Linked DNA regions of Ovis aries: region 1 is linked to region 2. The links are chromatin contacts, called in public Hi-C maps. All regions are on one chromosome and are shown on one strand. Each heading gives the region's core, a stretch centred on a gene start, on an enhancer-like site or on the middle of the called end of the contact. The rest is flanking DNA. Distances are from core to core; before and after follow the strand shown.

The links. A called contact is a pair of places that touch in the nucleus more often than the background predicts.
Region 1: a contact with region 2 is called in a Hi-C map of hypothalamus, with 2.4 times the contacts expected there. The contact joins the enhancer-like site here to the promoter of HSPH1 in region 2. A contact is called at or near these places in 2 of 16 Hi-C or Micro-C datasets (hypothalamus and skin fibroblasts).

What each region holds. Positions count from the first base shown.
Region 1 is chr10:30,194,403-30,199,247 of ARS-UI_Ramb_v3.0, forward strand. No RefSeq gene overlaps it. Among named protein-coding and RNA genes, the nearest start is that of TRNAW-CCA, 10 kb to the left of the region's middle. Within about 2 kb of position 1,474, at least 13 of the 54 cell types and tissues checked have an H3K27ac peak or open chromatin away from gene starts, as enhancers often do. A contact at or near this core is called in hypothalamus, where this site is marked.
Region 2 is chr10:30,084,781-30,089,528 of ARS-UI_Ramb_v3.0, forward strand. HSPH1 (heat shock protein family H (Hsp110) member 1) reads left to right here and starts at 2,124. Exons shown (of 17, transcript XM_015098142.4): 1 at 2,124-2,532. The coding sequence starts at 2,426. It overlaps LOC132657253 (a long non-coding RNA gene), which reads right to left and starts at 3,088. Exons shown (of 2, transcript XR_009595124.1): 1 at 2,976-3,088.

The sequences.
Region 1 (4,845 bases), core at 224-2,723, 110 kb after region 2:
GTGTGGGTGTCTACGAAGCCTCTGTGTGGTGACAGCGGGAAACGTGTGGCAAAATGTGAGTGAGACTGCTGATATCTATAGACCATCTATGGCGTGAACATGAAGGTGTCTCTGAAGGTTTCGGGGGAGCTGTGGGGATGTGTCAGGGGTCCTCTAGAGTGTCTGTCTGTGGGACAGTGTTGGTGGAGGGCCTGCTGGTGTCTGGGGACCTCTGCAGATCTCTGCGTGCCTGCTCTCCGTCTGGATTCACCACACCTGAGAGTGTGACGGCCTCTAAATGTTCCACCGGGACTATTCTCACCTCCAAGCCCCTCTGTCCCCAGGGTCACTGTGACAGGCTGAACGGAGGTACTTTCTCAAGGTCCTCAGCCACCAGCAGTGGTAGCACAGTTGATCTAGAGTGACGTCTTCCTTGAGTGATTAAGGGTGTGGTCTGACCTTCCCCCTGAGATGAACCTGGGGTGTGGCCTCCTCCTTGTGAGAAGCCTAAGGCGGGACCTCAGTCAGATCAGCCTGGTGACTAACTTTCCTCGCTCTCCTTCTGGATATTCCTGAATGACCTCATTCAAACCTCAGAACCCCTTCTGAGAGGAGGGTACAGGCAGTGCCACCTGGGTTATGGATGAAGACACTGAGGCAGCCGTGGGGTCTGGCAGTGGCCAAGCCGCCGGGGGCACAGAGCTTGGGATGGTGTGTCTCACCACCCCACTCTCCTCTCTTGAAGCCAGATCTTGAGCTCCTGCCGGGTGGCAGGCGCTATCCTCTCTGAAGATTTTATATTTAGTTAAAATGTCCATCCTGACTTTTTTCCATGACTAGTTTGGGTTTCACTGCTCTGCCCTCTGAACCCAGCAGAATGATCTGATATATCCTCAGGAAACATTTCTTAACGAATGAATAAATGTCCCCACTTCGGAGGTCCCTTGTGGTATCCACGAGAGGGGAGCGTCAGAGAAGAGTAGACAATGAGTACAGTAGGGGGTGGGAAAGAGAAAATTAGAAAGAAGAAAAAGCAAAGCCAAACCCTAAGCTATCTTAAGAGCATTTTTCTGGGTTTATTCTCTTACCCCATGGCAACAGTTACATAAAGAGATTATGTCCTTGCTTCAAAAAAAAGTGTTATTCCCCTTCATTTAGAAATTAGACTTAAACATCAATATTTACCTTAATAGTTCACCGACAGAAGCCAAAAGCAGAATGCTCACACATCCCTGCAACACAGCTTAAAAAAGAGAAGAAAAATAAATTCCCTTCAGAAGTAAAAAGCCAACACATTCCATTTATTTCCCACACACTAAAAGCTTGTGGTTCTCTCAGCAGAAACAAGTGATCTTTTTCCACTTAAGAGGGAGTGGATAGTGTTCAGGCATCTCTATTTCTCCCCAAACAGATGGGCTTTCATATCCAGCAAGTGGAGCTGTGTAACCCTGAGTGAGGCATGAGCTTGGACAAGACTCCCCTGTGCAAATGCTCAGACTGGGGTCACAGGGAGCTCCCTCCCTATTGCGCCTGACAGTGCGCTTGGAGGACCTTGGTCACTGTTGGGGGTGGGGTGGGGGGGTTGTCATAGCGACCTGCACCGGCTGCAGCAACTGACACAGAGGAAAACACTGGAACACCACCCGGGCACGCAGAACAGCAGAACTTGCTGTCTTTCCTACGAAATCAACACTGGTAGTCTGTTGATAGCGTTCCGGTGTTCCACGACTAAATATCTCCTTGAACAAGCACCAGGCACTGCTCCAGCTAGGTGGCTCAGTGGTAAAGAACCCGCCTGCCAGTGTAGGAGACTCAGGAGACTCGGGTTTGATCCCTGGGTCGGGAAGATACCCTGGGGTAGGAAATGGCAACCCACTCCAGTATTCTTACCTGGAGAATCCCATGGACAGAGGAGCCTGTGGGCTACAGTCCATGGGGTAGCAAAGAGTCAGACATGACTGAGCATGCGTGGACACACACACTTCTCTACCTAGCTGCTTTGCATGCCTTATCCATTAAATATTCAACATGATCCTCTAGGGTAGGCGATTTTATTACTGCCATTTTACAGATGAGAAGACTGAGGCAGGAGGAGCTTGAATGGCATGCCCAGGGTAAGAGAAATCCCGAAAGGCATCAGCTCTGGACTTATTGCATTTCACGTGGCCTCTGAGCTTAGGTAGATCAGTGTCTGATCAGGCTATGGTCTTAGATCACAGTCTGTGCAGTTCACAGTAGCTAACATCATTTTCTTTCTCAGTCTGGATACAAAAAGAATCCCAGTGTCCTGTTCTTTCTCTTTTTTAACCTTAGTGTGACATACACCAAAAATTCTGTGTCATGTGTCTTCTGTAAGATTTTCCTAGCACAGAATCTATTAATGAGAATTGCATTACTGCCGCTGGGTTCTGTCACTTTCCCCTGCAGTTACAGTATGATTTAGAAACTCACTGTGTTTCAGGAAATCATGGTGTCCTCTTGCCCTCTCTCCATGTCTCTCCTCCTAGTTCCTGTGTCCCTGTCTTCCTCCATGTTCCCTCCTCAGAGTCCTGCAATCTGGCTTGCTTCCCTGTTCCTCTGCGGACCTTTTTCTCACTACAGGCTCCCTTCCTAACACAGCGAATGGAACTGTCACGGTCTCTTGCCTTCCCTGAGCTCCCTGGATGGGTGGCTACTAAGCGGCTCTTTCCTCCTGGACACCCCTCCTCCCCTGTTTGCTGCTGGTTACTAGGCCCTCTCAGCTCCTTGTGCTCCTAAGGTTGGGATCTTAGCCCTCTGCTCTTTTCTTCCCAAGTACTACCCCACGCCCTTCCTCTATCACTCTCTCATGCTCCAGGAGCATCCCAGCCGAGCTGTCCTCCTAAGCCAGTGGTGTGCACATCTGCCTCTCTACACCAAACCCTGAGCTGGGATCACAGTTTCCCACACGACCCTGAATGTGCAGGACGTCACGCTCTCCACATGTAAGAATCACACCGACAGCCGGAACACAGCTCCCCTTTGCCCCTTTTCTGTCAGGCTGTGTAGTTCCTGGAGCCTGTGAGTCTCTCGGTGCCCTGAGGACCTATGCTGGGAACTGGATAAAGTGAGAAGGACTGAGGAAGCCCAACACAGAAATCGTGCTCCATCAAAATGGTTTTCTTGCCATTTCCATCCCTCTCTCTCCCTCCTGGTGTTTACCTAGCCATCAAGTCTGTCTTGTGGGGAAGAGAGCACCAGCATTATTCCACCCCGTCCACCCTGGGGCCACCTCCACTTAACCCTTGTCTGTTGGGCCAAACAAAGCTTGGACCCTGTCTCCCCAGTCCTGACTCATCCAGTTAACCCCTGATTTCCTGGCATCAGGCGAGTGTTTCTAACCCATGACTGTCTCTCTGCCACCTTCCTGCTAAGATTACCATGAAGGTTCCCTGCCACCAGTTAGACTAGGTAAAAACCCTTTCACTTAATTTCAAGATCCTCCAACAATGTGGCCCCTCATTCTTCCCACATTTCCACCCCGACACCCCAAAATGGGAGCTCTTCCTTCTGGGCCACCAGCTGTCCCACCTCTTACTCTGCCCTTATCTCTATGATTTGCTCACATTAGATCCCTCCCTCTACCCAGAGTTTTTATTTCCTTCAGGATCTAGCTAATCTATTAAGATTGCCTCACTTCCCCCAGGCCAAAATGCTCTTTATTCCCTCTGAATTTCTGTAGTATACATAGTCAATAATGTATAACCTTTAACTACCATAAGTAAGGTTTATTGAATTTTTACACTGTGCAAAATTGATTCACTCTCCCCTAAAAATAACCCCAAGAGATAAATGCCCCCATAGTTTTTCACATGAGAAAACGGAAGTTCAGAAGGTGAATTTGCCTAATACTGCATCTGGGATTTGAACCCACGAAGTCTGATCCCAAAGCCCACATACCTCTCAACTGTCCTGTGCTAAATACTCTATTTGTTTCATCTCCCAAAGGATTCAATGGAAAAGATCATTTATTGTACAATTTTTTCTTTTCCAGTGAGCCTAGCTCAAGGTGGAGCAGGTATTTATTAAATAAACACTCACTTCTTTTGGCTCTCGACTTCTAGACTTAAAGATACTGTGACCCCAATCGAGTTAAGCAGCTGAAGAAAGCAGTGGTCACACCAGGATTATTTGCTCGATAAATAGCAGATGACAATAAAGACCAGGCTACAGTGACCAGTGACATACTGACAATAAGCCACTTAGCTTTGGTGGTCCCGTTTTTTATTTTTCCTTTGGTAAAAAAAAATCAAGGTATAAAAAAAAAAAAAACCAAACCTGAGCACTCAGTGCTCATTGCTAGTCTGAAATCATTTTGCTTCCAACTCTTATTCAAATCATCTCAGGGGCTTTGTTGACATTATCTGCTAATGATTGTAATCCCTCTTTCCAAAAGGAGAGGCAGCAGGCTGACAAACAACACCCTTCTGTCCACAGAGATCTGAGGTCTGAGGTCACCTCCCGACTTGCTCCTGGGCCAGCTGCCTGCACCGGGCCTCGGGGATGCATTTCTAAAGGGTAATATTTACAGTGTTGGGTAGCTGGGCCCTGTGGAGCTTAATAAAGGATTCTTAGTAAAGGTGGCTTTCATTAAGGCGAGGCGCACAGGCAAGGTGCCCTTGCTTTTGAGGAAAGGATGGCCCAGCACAACAAGTAACGCTCCTCCTGGGCTTGGAAATCTTGCAGGTCAAGTGCCTTGTCAGACATTAACAGGCTCTTTAAGTTCCCAGGCAGATTGAGAGGAATGGCTAGACAAACGAAGGCAGAGGAATCATGCGATCTGTGTCAGGAGCAGAAACGCTGAGACACAGCAGCTGCATTTAAACAGAGCAATTTGCTAAATGAGTG
Region 2 (4,748 bases), core at 874-3,373:
AAATCAAGCAATAATGACCTATGTTTAGTGCTTTACACGTCCTTTCAATCATTACACATACCCTGTGGAGCGGGGAACAGGAAGGCTTAGTAATTATCTCAAAGTCACAGAGCTGGCAAATTATTGAGAAATATATATGGCCAGGATTCATGCCCATAAAATCTACTTTCAGGAGGCCTAGTGGTCTTATAAGCTGTATTATAAAACATATCAGTATTGCCCCAGGATTTGAACCTGATCCAAATTCTTCTGGCTCCAGAGACCTAGAACTGTTCCTTTCTCCTTTCTGCACAACAGTTTCCTCATATAAATGTGGGAAGCAGACCAAAAAAAAAAAAAAAAATCTCAAAGTTCTATTTCTGTTCAAAAGTGCTATGATTCCAGGGAAAAAAATTTTTTTGGGGGGGGCCAGGACATATGGCAAGAGGGATCTTAGTTCTCTGATCAGGGATAGAACCCGCGCCCCCTGCAGTGGAAGAGGGAAGTCTTTTAACTATTGGACAGCCAAGAAAGGCCCCATGGATTTCAATACAAGGTTTTGCTATGCAGAAAAAAAAAAAAAAAAAAGCGGGCGGAAGGGGAGGCAAAACAAAAAAATAACAAAAAATAAATATAGCTAACTATACTTTCAAATTTATGAATACAGTCACCTTTACTAAACTCTTCCAACCTTCAAGGTGAGTTAACTGAAGCATGTAACATTATCTAGCTTGTTTGAGCCAACGGGTACACTTGACTTTATTTGTAAGGTAAACCTGGCCTTCTAGTCTTGTCTCTAGAGGACAGACAGACTGTTAATGCTTTTTTTTTTTTTAATTAGAGGATAATTGCTTTACAACGTTGCATTGGTTTCTGCCAAACAAGAAGGTGAATAGGTGTAAGATTACATATATCCTCCCCCCTGCCCTAGACTGCCTTACTCTTAATTTTTCTAACTTTAGGTCTAAATTTCTACCTATTTCATATATCTATGTATCTAAGAGTCGGCAAAGAGCAAACTTATAAAGACACTGAAGGGTATAAAAGATTCGATAATAGCAGCAAACTGCCACGCCGGCCCCCCCCCCCCATTTTTAATGCTCACCTTCTAATAAAAAATAAGTAATAGGGATATAGCTTTGCAGGGAAAGAAACAAAAGCTGTTTCAGACCAAGTGAAAAGCAAAACTTATCATTTTGGCTTGGGAGTGGCAGGGCAGAATAATGTCTGTTCAAGTCAGATGGAGCAAAATTAAGCAGAAAGTGGTACCACAGATAGCTTTCCAAATTACGCCACACCTAAAATTCGCTTACAAAAAGTAAAACGAAAACGCTAACATTTATTCCACAAAAGAATATCCTGCCGCTGATGAATACAAGAGCATTTAACACAAATTCTAGGATTGTTACTAGAAGTTGAAACGGAAATTCCTTCTTCTAATTCATAATTCACCAGCTGTGGAGTAATCAAGACAATAATAGAAGCGGATACCGAACAAGCACGCAAACAAAACAACGCTGTAACTGGAGAAAGCGCGCAAGAGCAGCAGAGAAACACGGCCTCTCCCGAGAGCCTCCCAAGACAAAGCCGGCTCCCAGCACGCACCGCAGCCAGGACTACACATCCCACCATGCAAGGAGACACTGACTCCCAGCTGGACTACGGTTCCCGACATGCTCTGTGACAGCGGGCCAGCCTCCCCAGCGTACGGGGGTCTCGGGTCTCCGCAGAAGTGGGGCGGGGGGTGTGTCTCCGGCACCTGAGCCTCTTCTCCCAATCTAAGGGTCAGACACCATCGCCCACTAGTACATTACGAAGATTACGACTTTTTCGAGTCATTCTTCGTTGCCCATTTTATTAGGACGGCAAAGAGCCGGCGAGGGCGGGCGGGGGCGTAGGCGGGTCAGCCTGGCCAGCTTGAGCCAATAGCGCAGGAGTGGCTTTCTGGCTGCCATGGCAACGGCGGCCTTCCCCAGGGGGACCAGCCACTCATTGGGTAGAATCTTTCGAGAAGGCTCGAGAAGAAGGAAGCGGAAGTAGCACGTGGAGGGGCCGGTGGAGGCGCCGGTGAGTAAATGCCGCAGATTCTGGAAAGTTCCGATCAGTGCGATACATAAGGCTGAGGCTCTGGGACCTCCCCTTCTGGGTCGGTAGTTCAGCGGCGCGCCGGTGAGCAAGCGGCGGAAGATCCGGGCCGGCAGCCCGCGCTGCGGAGCCACTCGCGGACACCGAGCGCCGCCTTCTCCCGTGGCTACTGCTCTGCGAACCACCACTGTCCCCGGGAAGCCGGAGGCGCCAGACCGGCAGACTGTCCGTGTGTCCGTCCGTCCGCGTGACAGGAGCGGACCCCACGGGAGCCGAGCGCGACCGGGGCAGGAAGCGCGGCTAGAAGGACGCAGACCCAGACTCATACCGAGCCGAGGCGGAGGTGGACCAAGAGCCGGCCATGTCGGTGGTGGGGCTGGACGTGGGCTCGCAGAGCTGCTATATCGCGGTGGCCCGGGCAGGGGGCATCGAGACCATCGCCAACGAGTTCAGCGACCGGTGCACCCCGTAAGTGGGAGCCTGGTGGCGGGGGACAGCCGGCGGGGGCTAGGGATCCTGGGGAACCCAGGCTTGCGGCTGGCCGCGGAACGCCGGCGGCGAACGGAGCGCGGTGTTGGGAGAGGTGCCCCCCTCCATGGGGATCGGGATGCGGGCTGCCTGGCCGCTGGGTAGGGGAGGGCGCCTGCAGCCGCATATCGGAGAGGGGGTGTCTCTGGGATTCGCGGAGGCCAAAGGAAGCCCGAGAATCTAGTCTCCCCGGGGTGGTCATGTCGGGCGGGCTTCCTCCTGGGAGCCCGTCGGGGGCCAAGCCGGAGACTTGGCTCCCTTTTCTTGGCGAGAAGTCTCTGCCAGCTCCTTCCGCGGCCGCCCCCGTTTCCCCACCCGGCTTCTCGGAGCTGGCTGAGCCGCCCCCAGCTCGTCCCCCTCTTTCCTAGCCTGTCTTTGCTCACCGCAGAGCTGGGGCTGCCGAGCCTTTTCTTCCGCATTGTGAATCTCGAAATGAGCTGGAAGCTTCCAGAGCCTGTATGCTGCTGCTTGTGCTGTGAGCCAGTGGATTGTTGTTAGCGACCACAGACTCACTGCTAAGATAGATGAGTGTATCTTCTTACTCACGCTTGGATCATTCGTGAAAGATGTAAAAGACCTTTTTGCTCGTTTTATGAAAGCCATTATAGAGGAATTGTGTTCTAGTTTTTTTTTTTTTAATTTTGCACAGCTTAAATAAGGAGAGAAAATAAAAATTGCACACTTGCACCCTAGAATTGGATGTTGTCAATGGATTAAACAGTATATTCTGCAGTGGCATGGGGTGGGCAAAGGGTAACGTTTTAAAAAGCAACTTTTTTTGGAGAGGGTCTTAATTTTTGAATATAATGTTTATGGAATGAAGCATTGAGCCCAGAGGTGAAATGACTGGGCTTCTATCAATATTTGAATGCAGATGAACATTTAGAAAAGTGAATGGAAATGAGAAAGTACCCAAACAGAGACAGTGTCAGTACCAGTGGGAAGACATTCCCTAAGCATCTCATGCATCAACCTTTTTATAAATCTACAGTCTTTTCTTTAGCTGTGCCAACGTCTCTAATTGGGGTATAGTAAGGAAAAAGACAGAATCTCAGGTTTTCTTGCCTAGGGACAGTTTATATCTTTGTTCTCTTTTGTCCAATAAAAGGAAGAAAAGCTATTGTAGGAAAAAATTGTATTTGTGGTTATAGAGATCACTGTGAAAGTAAAGATGACAGGTGTGTCTCAAAAAATACAAGCGGAGGGCCGTATTGGAGTTTAATGTTTTATATAATAGATGTTTGACTCAACTGTGTTGGCTACTATTAATTTGTTTGGTGTAATTAATTTTATTCTCCCCTTGGAAAATGAGTAAATTCGTCGGGCAGCTGTATGTTTACTTTGAGTTGGGGGTGACTGTTTTCGGAAGGTATTTTAAAGGTCCAGCCTTTGCTCCAACAGGTCTCTGGCTTTTCGGAGGCTATTTAGCACCAGCTCAGATAATTTAGGTCTGAGATGTTTCTATTATAGCAAATTTGAATTTGATTCGGTTTGGTATTTAATGCCCTCAATGTATTCCCATTTTGCTCGTATCGCACTGTTACTCTTTTTCCGCCTTCTAATCTGAAACCTAATTCGCTTCCATCCTTCTGACAAGACTCTTGTGCTTGTCTCTGCTCTGTGTTGCCATTCTGTTCCCACTGCTCTGAAGGCTATTTCACAGTTACAAGTCACTTCATCTCTTAAAAGCTGACTTAAAATGTAACTGATTATTCAGTCGTTTTGCTCAGCATTTATACTTGGTTCTGTTGTGGTACTTGGTCTGCATTTTCCCTTGACTTGCTCAAGTAGAGTCTTCTGTATAGGACCCTATTTTGTGCTTTTAAATTCCGGAAGCATAATTTAGGCCCACTTGTTTCTCCTTATATAAAAATTTTCTACAGAGTCAAGTGGTCTATTAGAACAGCAGTAGGTAGGATAGTGATGTTTAGATTTCTATGAAGTTGGTAACTGCCATTATTTTTGTCAGCGGTGTCTAGGACCAAATTAATAATACACTTTAACTGTTGAAAACATTTTCAGAGTCCGCTTCCTAATGATTGGGGCCTGGAGAATTATGCTGGTACTTGTGCTCTTGGAAAATGTCATCTGAGCCTTGAGCAGTCTCGAGTGGGAGCTGGGGTTGGAGCAGTGGGAGTGTGGCTGCCACCTAGATA